2 separate regions of the Mus musculus genome follow, and region 1 is linked to region 2. Evidence: chromatin contacts called from public promoter capture Hi-C data. All regions are on one chromosome and are shown on one strand. The core of a region is the stretch at or near the end of the contact, and the rest is flanking DNA. Distances in the headings are between cores, read along the strand shown. Region 1 holds the start of Tmem150a (transmembrane protein 150A). Region 2 holds the start of Serbp1 (serpine1 mRNA binding protein 1).

Region 1 (3,766 bases), core at 898-3,397, 5.1 Mb after region 2:
GAAAGACATCTGGTCTCACTTTTGTCCTCTTAGGCAGCTTCCTCTTTCAGGTGTCCTTAAAGCCTGGGCTTCATTAGACCTTCATCTTAAGAGAGTTGTTTTAGGGATTATTCAGGTTGGCATATTAAACCTAAAAGTGCCTGCAACACCACCGCCCGGGAATTCTAACACCTAACAAGTCAGGAGAATCAGTAGAGCTCGTGAACAATCTTCCAAGACCTTCCCCTAAAGGTGAAACAGAGAGACAAACCCAGCTCAGTAGGATACAATCAATAAGTTAGGAACCACAAAGTGAAACGGTGTACCTATATAGGCCTATAATGGCAGTACCAAGGCAGAGGCAGGATGAGAATCAAAAGACTAAGCTGAGCTTGGTGGAGCACACTTTTAATCCCAGCACTGGGGAGCCAGGCAAATCCAGCCTGAGGTATGTAGTGAGACCTTGTCTCATTCGTGTGTGTGTGTGTGTGTGTGTGTGTGTGTGTGTGTGTGTGTGTGTGTATGTATGCTCGCGCACGTGTGTGCCTAGAGAAATGGCTCCGCTGTTAAAAAGCACTTGGTATTCTAACCGCAGGACTATATATTCCCTCTCTTGAGGGGAAGAAAACAAGCTAACCAGGCGTGTTGCCTGTAATCCTAGCACTCTGGAGGCTAAAGTCAGAAGGATCATTAGTATGAGGTTAATCTGAATTATATAATAGGACACTAATCCCCCTGCACCCCAAGATAGCTTTCAATGATGGTTCACAGCCTCACATAAAAGAGAAAAAGGTACCTGGTTAGTTGTAATGTAGTGGGACAGGAAGATGTTCTGTTACTGAGAGAGTCACCTTTGTCCCAAAGGTCAGAAGCTGGCCTGGATTTTATACCCACCTCCACCCCTGTCAATTCAGCCAGCTAGTCTTGTCCAGTGATCATTGCACAGCCATATTTCTTGGCCCTGTTTTCACTAAAGTTCTGATGGTAGGCGAGAAAAGGCCATTAGTAGTTTCTGTACCATTCCTGCCCTCCATTTGGATCCCCCAAAAGGTTTCTCCTCTTAAAGGTCCAGTTCACCACTTGTTTGGCTCTGTTTTGTTTCAGCACAGGACTTTGTGCAGCTAGCCCTGGTTTCACTAGGGGTGGCTATCTCCCACTCTTACCAGCCTGGGATCATATCCCCTTGGGATAATGATTCGCTGTCTCATGGGGGTCCCACTGCTTATAGGGAGAACCAGGAACAATTGTCCTATGTAAGCAGAAGTAGCCATGCCCTTTCCATCAAGAAAAGAATATCCAGGGAGCACACTCTTTCCATTAAGGAGAGACTAATAAATAACTTATCCCCACATAGTCCTGTTTTCTCTTCCTAGATTCCACTTGAGTCCCTCACCTTCCCTCTGCTAATGAACACCTGGCTGCTTTAATCTTTATCCGCCCTACACAGGCACCTGCATGTATTTAGAATGGATATCCTTTAGGACCCTATACCATATTTTAAGTAAGTGTTGTTGAGTCAGGAAACATCTTGGACACCGTGACTTATGGCCAGTTCTCGTGTGTCCCCAAAATAAAATCAAAGCCAGCCCTTTCCAGAGTTTGCTAAAAGGGACGGGCCGGAGGGTACAGAGTTGGGTAGCAGAACCCAGCCAGCTTTGGGTTTCCCAAGCCAAGCCTAGGCTCGGTGCTTGGCTTCTCACCCACCAGCCTCATGCCTGTTCAGACAGTGGCAGGCTTGGGGCGCCACACTGAGAGAGTTGAAGGAGCTTCCCCCAAAGTCATATAGTCCACTGAGACAGTGGAAAGCTTCTTCAAGCCACGTGCACGATGACAGCCACAGGCGACATGCACAGGCAGAGCTGCCGGGCTAGCCCGCCCGCACTCCCTCCGCAGGAATGACAACTGCCCTCTAGATCTTAAGTGTCAGAGGTGTCCGGGTCATAGCCTCGGGCGCCCAGGTCCCTTAGACTTGGGGCACCGCCCATGTTTCCCCCGTGACATTGCCGCGGGGGCTCGGGAGTTGTAGTCTCGGGCGGGGCTCTGGCACCCGGGCCCGGGCTGCGCGGACTCCACGTCCCGGCGGGCGGCGCGGCGGGCCTGGGGCCGCCAGGGGCGGGGCCGTTCGGCCCTTTAAACCTTTCAGGGCTGCTCCGAGGGCCGCAGCTGGAGACGCGGCCACGAGGGGGCCGAGCAGGGAGAGGCGGCAGCGGCGGCGGGGAGCTCCGGGGAGGTGCGTACCGGATTCCTTTTCTCCCGCGGCCTCCGAGGGATCGCCTTGGGGAGCAGGGCTCTGGAGGGAGGGGGTATTGTCGCTGGCTGCACACTCCTACCTAAATTGGGGTCCCCGTACCCACGCGAACTGGACCCGGTCAAGCTTCCCTCGAGAACCCGCCCCTTTGCCGGGGCGCGGTGGTCAGGTGGTTTGCCCGCCCGGCAACGACTCAGAGCCGCTCTCTCGGCCCGGCGCACCCTCCCAGGCTTTCCTTGGCATGATCCCCTTGATTGTCCTAGCTCCAGCCTTCACCAAGCCGACGTCCCTCAGGCCGGGGAGCGTGGCTCTCTTTCCAGATGTTACAGCCCTGCCCGAGTCTCTCAGCGCGCCCGTGGCATTTGGGTAGACCGCGGAGGCCCCAGATGGATAAGCCAGAGGGTGCCACGTTCCTGCCGGGGCTCATCCCAAAGTCTGGACAATCAAACGCCCAAGGAGAGCTCTGGATGAAGTGTTGCCCACCATCCCCATCCCCCTCCCAACCCCCCCCCCCCGCCCGCCCTGGTCAGTCACCAGACCCTGGACCTTGATCTCTCTCCCCAACCAGGCCAGGGCAGCTGATGATTGTGACCGAAATATCTCAAAGTAGCTGGGCCTGCCCCCTTTTCCCCACCTACCTGTTGTCCTTACCCCCAAACTACCACCACCCTGGCTCCACTCCCTCATGACCGCCTGGATCCTCCTTCCTGTCAGCCTGTCAGCCTTCTCCATCACCGGCATATGGACTGTGTGAGTAAGAGGGGTGTGGAGGGGGGGGTCTAATAGAAACTTGATGGCACACACACAAAGTCCCTTGTCCCGTTTGCAGGCTCCAGAATGGTACCCAGGGTCACTCTTTCTGTCTCCAAAGCTTGGCCTGATTCCTGGGCACACAGCCTCTTGGGACAAGCTGGCACCACTGCGGTCCAGCAGGACAGCTCTGACATACACTTGTAGACAGGGCAACTTCCAGAGGCTCTCTAGTGGAGGCAATTGTGCAGGGTCTGCTCCAGCATCAGTAACTACCTCCCTCTTCACCCCACCAAATAAATTCCCAGCCAGGGCATTGAGGCTGAATGAGGTCAAAAGTCAAAGAGCCAGGAGGTGGTGGTGGGGTCTGAAGAGCCATGAGGACAGGGTGACAGTTGTGCTCCCACAGGTATGCCATGGCCGTGATGAACCGCCACGTGTGCCCAGTGGAGAACTGGTATGGAGCACTCTACAGATGGCCTCACTCTAAAGCTCCCTTCATCTCTGTCCCTCCTTGAGCTCACAAGCTACACGGAGACCATAGGCTGTTCTCTGACATTGGTCTCCAGGCATGACATCCTGTTCATCTGCCCACTTCCCACCATCCCCTCATCTTCTTTGCTTCTGCTTCAGGAAGGTCCTGGGGATGTCTGAAAGATTTCCTCTTTGGAAAAAAAAAAGTTCTAAGATGCTCCTTCCCCCAATCTCCCCCCCCACCCCCGTGTCCCACCTGCCAGGTCCTACAATGAATCCTGCTCTCCTGACCCTGCTGAACAAGGGGGCCCTAAG
Region 2 (3,529 bases), core at 954-3,453:
ATAGTGAATGCTAACAGAACTGTTGTTAGTTATTAATTATAGTTACCATAACAGGGGATTGAGATTGTTAAGAAATGTGTGAGCATAGCTGGAGACATGGCTGTCAGTAAAGTGCTTGCCTTGAAAGCATGAGGACCTGGATTCAATCACCAGCACCCAGATAAAAATGTGTGCATCTGTTACTCTAGCACTGAAATGGAGGACTACAGAGAACTTCTGGAGTTTGCTAGCCAGCCGCTCGTGCCAACCAGTGAGCTCTAGGTTCAGTGGGGGATCTTATCTCAAAAAAGTAACGTGAGGAAGTGAATGAGGAGAACTCCTAGCATCAGCCTCTGCCTTCACGTGTGTGGCCACATGTACGCACAGAGAAATGTGTGAGAGCAAGATTTGAACATGGCTGAAAACTGAGTACCAGCATCAAAGGAGCAAGCGCTTTTGAGGTTTCCTAGTAGGCCAGTATCAGACACATCAGCTGTGTATTTAGTCAAGGTACTTGGATAGTTTCCACATTTACTGATAGAATATTCTCAAGAGAAGCGTGCTTGCTATACATAAAAACTGTCATGTTGCATGAGTATACGTACAAGAATGTAATGTGGGTCATGAAATGCTGTGGAGCCTTGATTTGAGTAAGAGCTGGAGAGTCTCCTCTGCTCTTACTGTGAGGATTATCCTATAAATGTTCTTACTGATAGTAGCAGACATTCTTTAGACATTAAAAAAAAACACTTTTATCTGTTATTTATTTATGTGTGTTTGAGTGTGAATGTACCACAGTATGAGTGTAGAGATCAGAAAACTACTATGGGAATCCCATTTTGCCTTTCATTCTGTTGATCCAGGAGACGGATTCAAAGGGTTGTTTAAACTTGATTAGTTATTGGAATTTCAGCACTTGTTGTAATTTCTATCAGGACAGAACTTGGTTTACAGAATTGATGTCAACAGTCTCATAGTGCAGCTAGAAGATTGCCACTAGCACTTAAGTGTGACCTTAGTAAGTTTTATCAATTCTGACAGTTTCATCCCTGTGAGAAAGGGATAGTTATTTATCTAAAAGGATGTGAGGATGAAACATTCGTAGCACCTGCTGCCTGAGGTATGTTTTCTATTACATAATGTATCAATGGAAAAGATTTAAAATTATAGTGTGTATTGGCACTGGATTGTCTTAGTGGGATTTAAGGTTCCCAACTAATGTCAGAGTTAGCATATAATTACGAAATTAGTTTCCTCCCTTCACACATAATACCCAATGTACTATAAAACATTTCCTCTTGAGCACATTTGGGGAGCTGGAGACAGGGTTTTTTCTTATGAAATCCCTGCGGTCCTGGAACTTGCTCTGTAGACCTGGTTAGCCTTGAACTCTGCCTCCTAAGTGTTCAGATTAAAGGCATGCGCCACCACCCCAGGCTCTGGAGCACATTTTACTAACACCGCTGACCAGATACCGACAGATCAATTTATCGCGTTGATTCTAGAAAGCGTTTCCACAAACACTGTTTTAGAGGATGGCCGAGCGTGCAGTTGTGCAGTCAGGACTTAACAGCTCTTAAAGCATGGTTGCAATGACCGGAAAAGGCGCGCAACCCAATTAGTTCAACTCCTCTTTTGGATTCCTTCTGCCACGCAGATTCAACCCTGGAACTCCGTTCCACATTAAACCGAATTGCCTTGATTCGTTACGAAGGGTGGAGGGACAGCTCTAGAAATCCAACAGTCAGGGACGAGCAGCCGTGCGGTCGCAACCTACCGGAGGCTACTGTGGCACCCCCCACCCCCCGGAAGTTTTTGAGGCTCCAGTTACTAGGTCTGGGAGTCACCTTGACCCTCCCAGAAAGGTGGGGAAAGTCCTGGCCGGAGACAGAATGAGTGAAACCAAAGACAGAGAACACTTTCGTGAGCAGAAGACGCCCTCACGTTTTCCTGTTCTCAGAGGTATCTAAAGACCGAGAGTTTAAGGGTGACAAGAGCAGGTGGCAGAACTCCGCCCCGTACTCGCTTCCCCACCTTCAGCGAGCACGCTGCACACTTTCCTTGAGATCCCGCCTCTCAGGCGCGCGCGAAGAGTTGCTGCGCAGTGCACGCTGGGAGTTGAAGTTCAGGAGTAGACAGCCATCCCGGGCTAATCAGTTGTGGCCTACAGGCCCCATGGTGCCGTGCGGCGCAGGCCGCTCCCGGATGTGTGCTTGGCGCCGGAAGAGAAGGCGGCCCCCCTCTCTCGGCCCGGCCATCTTGTGGGAAGAGCTGAAGCAGGCGCTTTTGGCTCGGCGCGGTCCGCTGCAATCCGTGGAGGAACGCGCCGCCGAGCCACCATCATGCCTGGGCACCTACAGGAAGGCTTCGGCTGCGTGGTCACCAACCGATTCGACCAGCTATTTGACGACGAATCGGACCCTTTCGAGGTACTGAAGGCAGCAGAGAACAAGAAAAAAGAAGCCGGCGGGGGCGGCGTTGGGGGCCCCGGGGCCAAGAGCGCGGCTCAGGCCGCGGCCCAGACCAACTCCAACGCGGCGGGCAAACAGTTGCGTAAAGAGTCCCAGAAAGACCGCAAGAACCCGCTGCCCCCCAGCGTCGGCGTGGCCGACAAAAAGGAGGAGACGCAGCCGCCGGTGGCGCTTAAGAAAGAAGGTAAAGCCGGGCGAGGCGGTGGGGAGCCCGGGCTGGCGGGCAGGACGGGGGCGTGCGCCGCCGCTTGCTCGTGCAGGCGGCGGGGCCGCAGAGCCCTCGGAGCCCCTTCACGGTGCGGGGAACGTGGCTGGTCCCAAGTCCACGCCGCTCTCTCGGTCGCTTGCTCGCTCGCAGGCTCGGCGGGAGCCTTCCTTCCCGCCTCGGGCGGACGGAGCGTGCTCCGAGAGGGCGGCCCGGGCGTTCCCGCCGATTCCTGCCGGGCGCTAGCCTCCTGGCTCTAGGCGCTCGGGAAGCAGCGCGGGCATTGCTTCCTGCCCGGCGGGCTCCTGGCTGCCGCTGCCTGCTGTGGGCTCCTGCCCTGCCATCTTGTCCCACAATGGCGCGGACCCTCAAGGAAAGGCCCGGGCTCAGAGTTTCCACTTGGGCTGCGTCTCCGTTTGGGGGTCCCTGTTAGAGTGGAGGGAGGGAGGAGTTGCTGTTTGGGTCCCACGTGTGTGTTTTGTGTTGTGCCCTTTCGCTCTTACGTTAGAAGAAGTTCCTGTAACTTACTGGCGAGAACTAAAGTGTTGGAGAGGAGAAGAATTTAGCCCCACTCATTTTAGAGGGAGTTCCGAATAAAAAACTGGTCATTAGTGGAACCCATCTCATGTCTCCATCTCTTCTTCCAACTAACTCCCTGGAGCCCCCAGGTCATAGGGCTTTGCTTGTTCTGGGCCTCGTGGGCGAAATGAGTGCCCAGCCTGTCATGTCCCGGCAGCAGAACTCAGGCTGCAGCTTTTCCTCCGCACGTGCGTAAAGCGTGGTCGGGTCTTCATTGGCGGCTAATGGTCTCTTCAAGGGCACTAGAAGTTTCATAGTTGTTTTGATTTTAGCATTCTTCTCCATTACTGGCTTA

The links. Promoter capture Hi-C pulls out the DNA fragments that hold promoters and counts their contacts.
Region 1: a promoter capture Hi-C map of pre-B cells shows a contact between it and region 2. The contact joins the promoter of Tmem150a here to the promoter of Serbp1 in region 2.

The regions. Positions count from the first base shown.
Region 1 is chr6:72,353,336-72,357,101 of GRCm38.p6, forward strand. Tmem150a (transmembrane protein 150A) reads left to right here and starts at 2,148. Exons shown (of 8, transcript NM_144916.3): 1 at 2,148-2,209; 2 at 2,796-2,977; 3 at 3,387-3,434; 4 at 3,715-3,766. The coding sequence starts at 2,913.
Region 2 is chr6:67,264,776-67,268,304 of GRCm38.p6, forward strand. Serbp1 (serpine1 mRNA binding protein 1) reads left to right here and starts at 2,204. Exons shown (of 8, transcript NM_001113565.1): 1 at 2,204-2,634. The coding sequence starts at 2,322.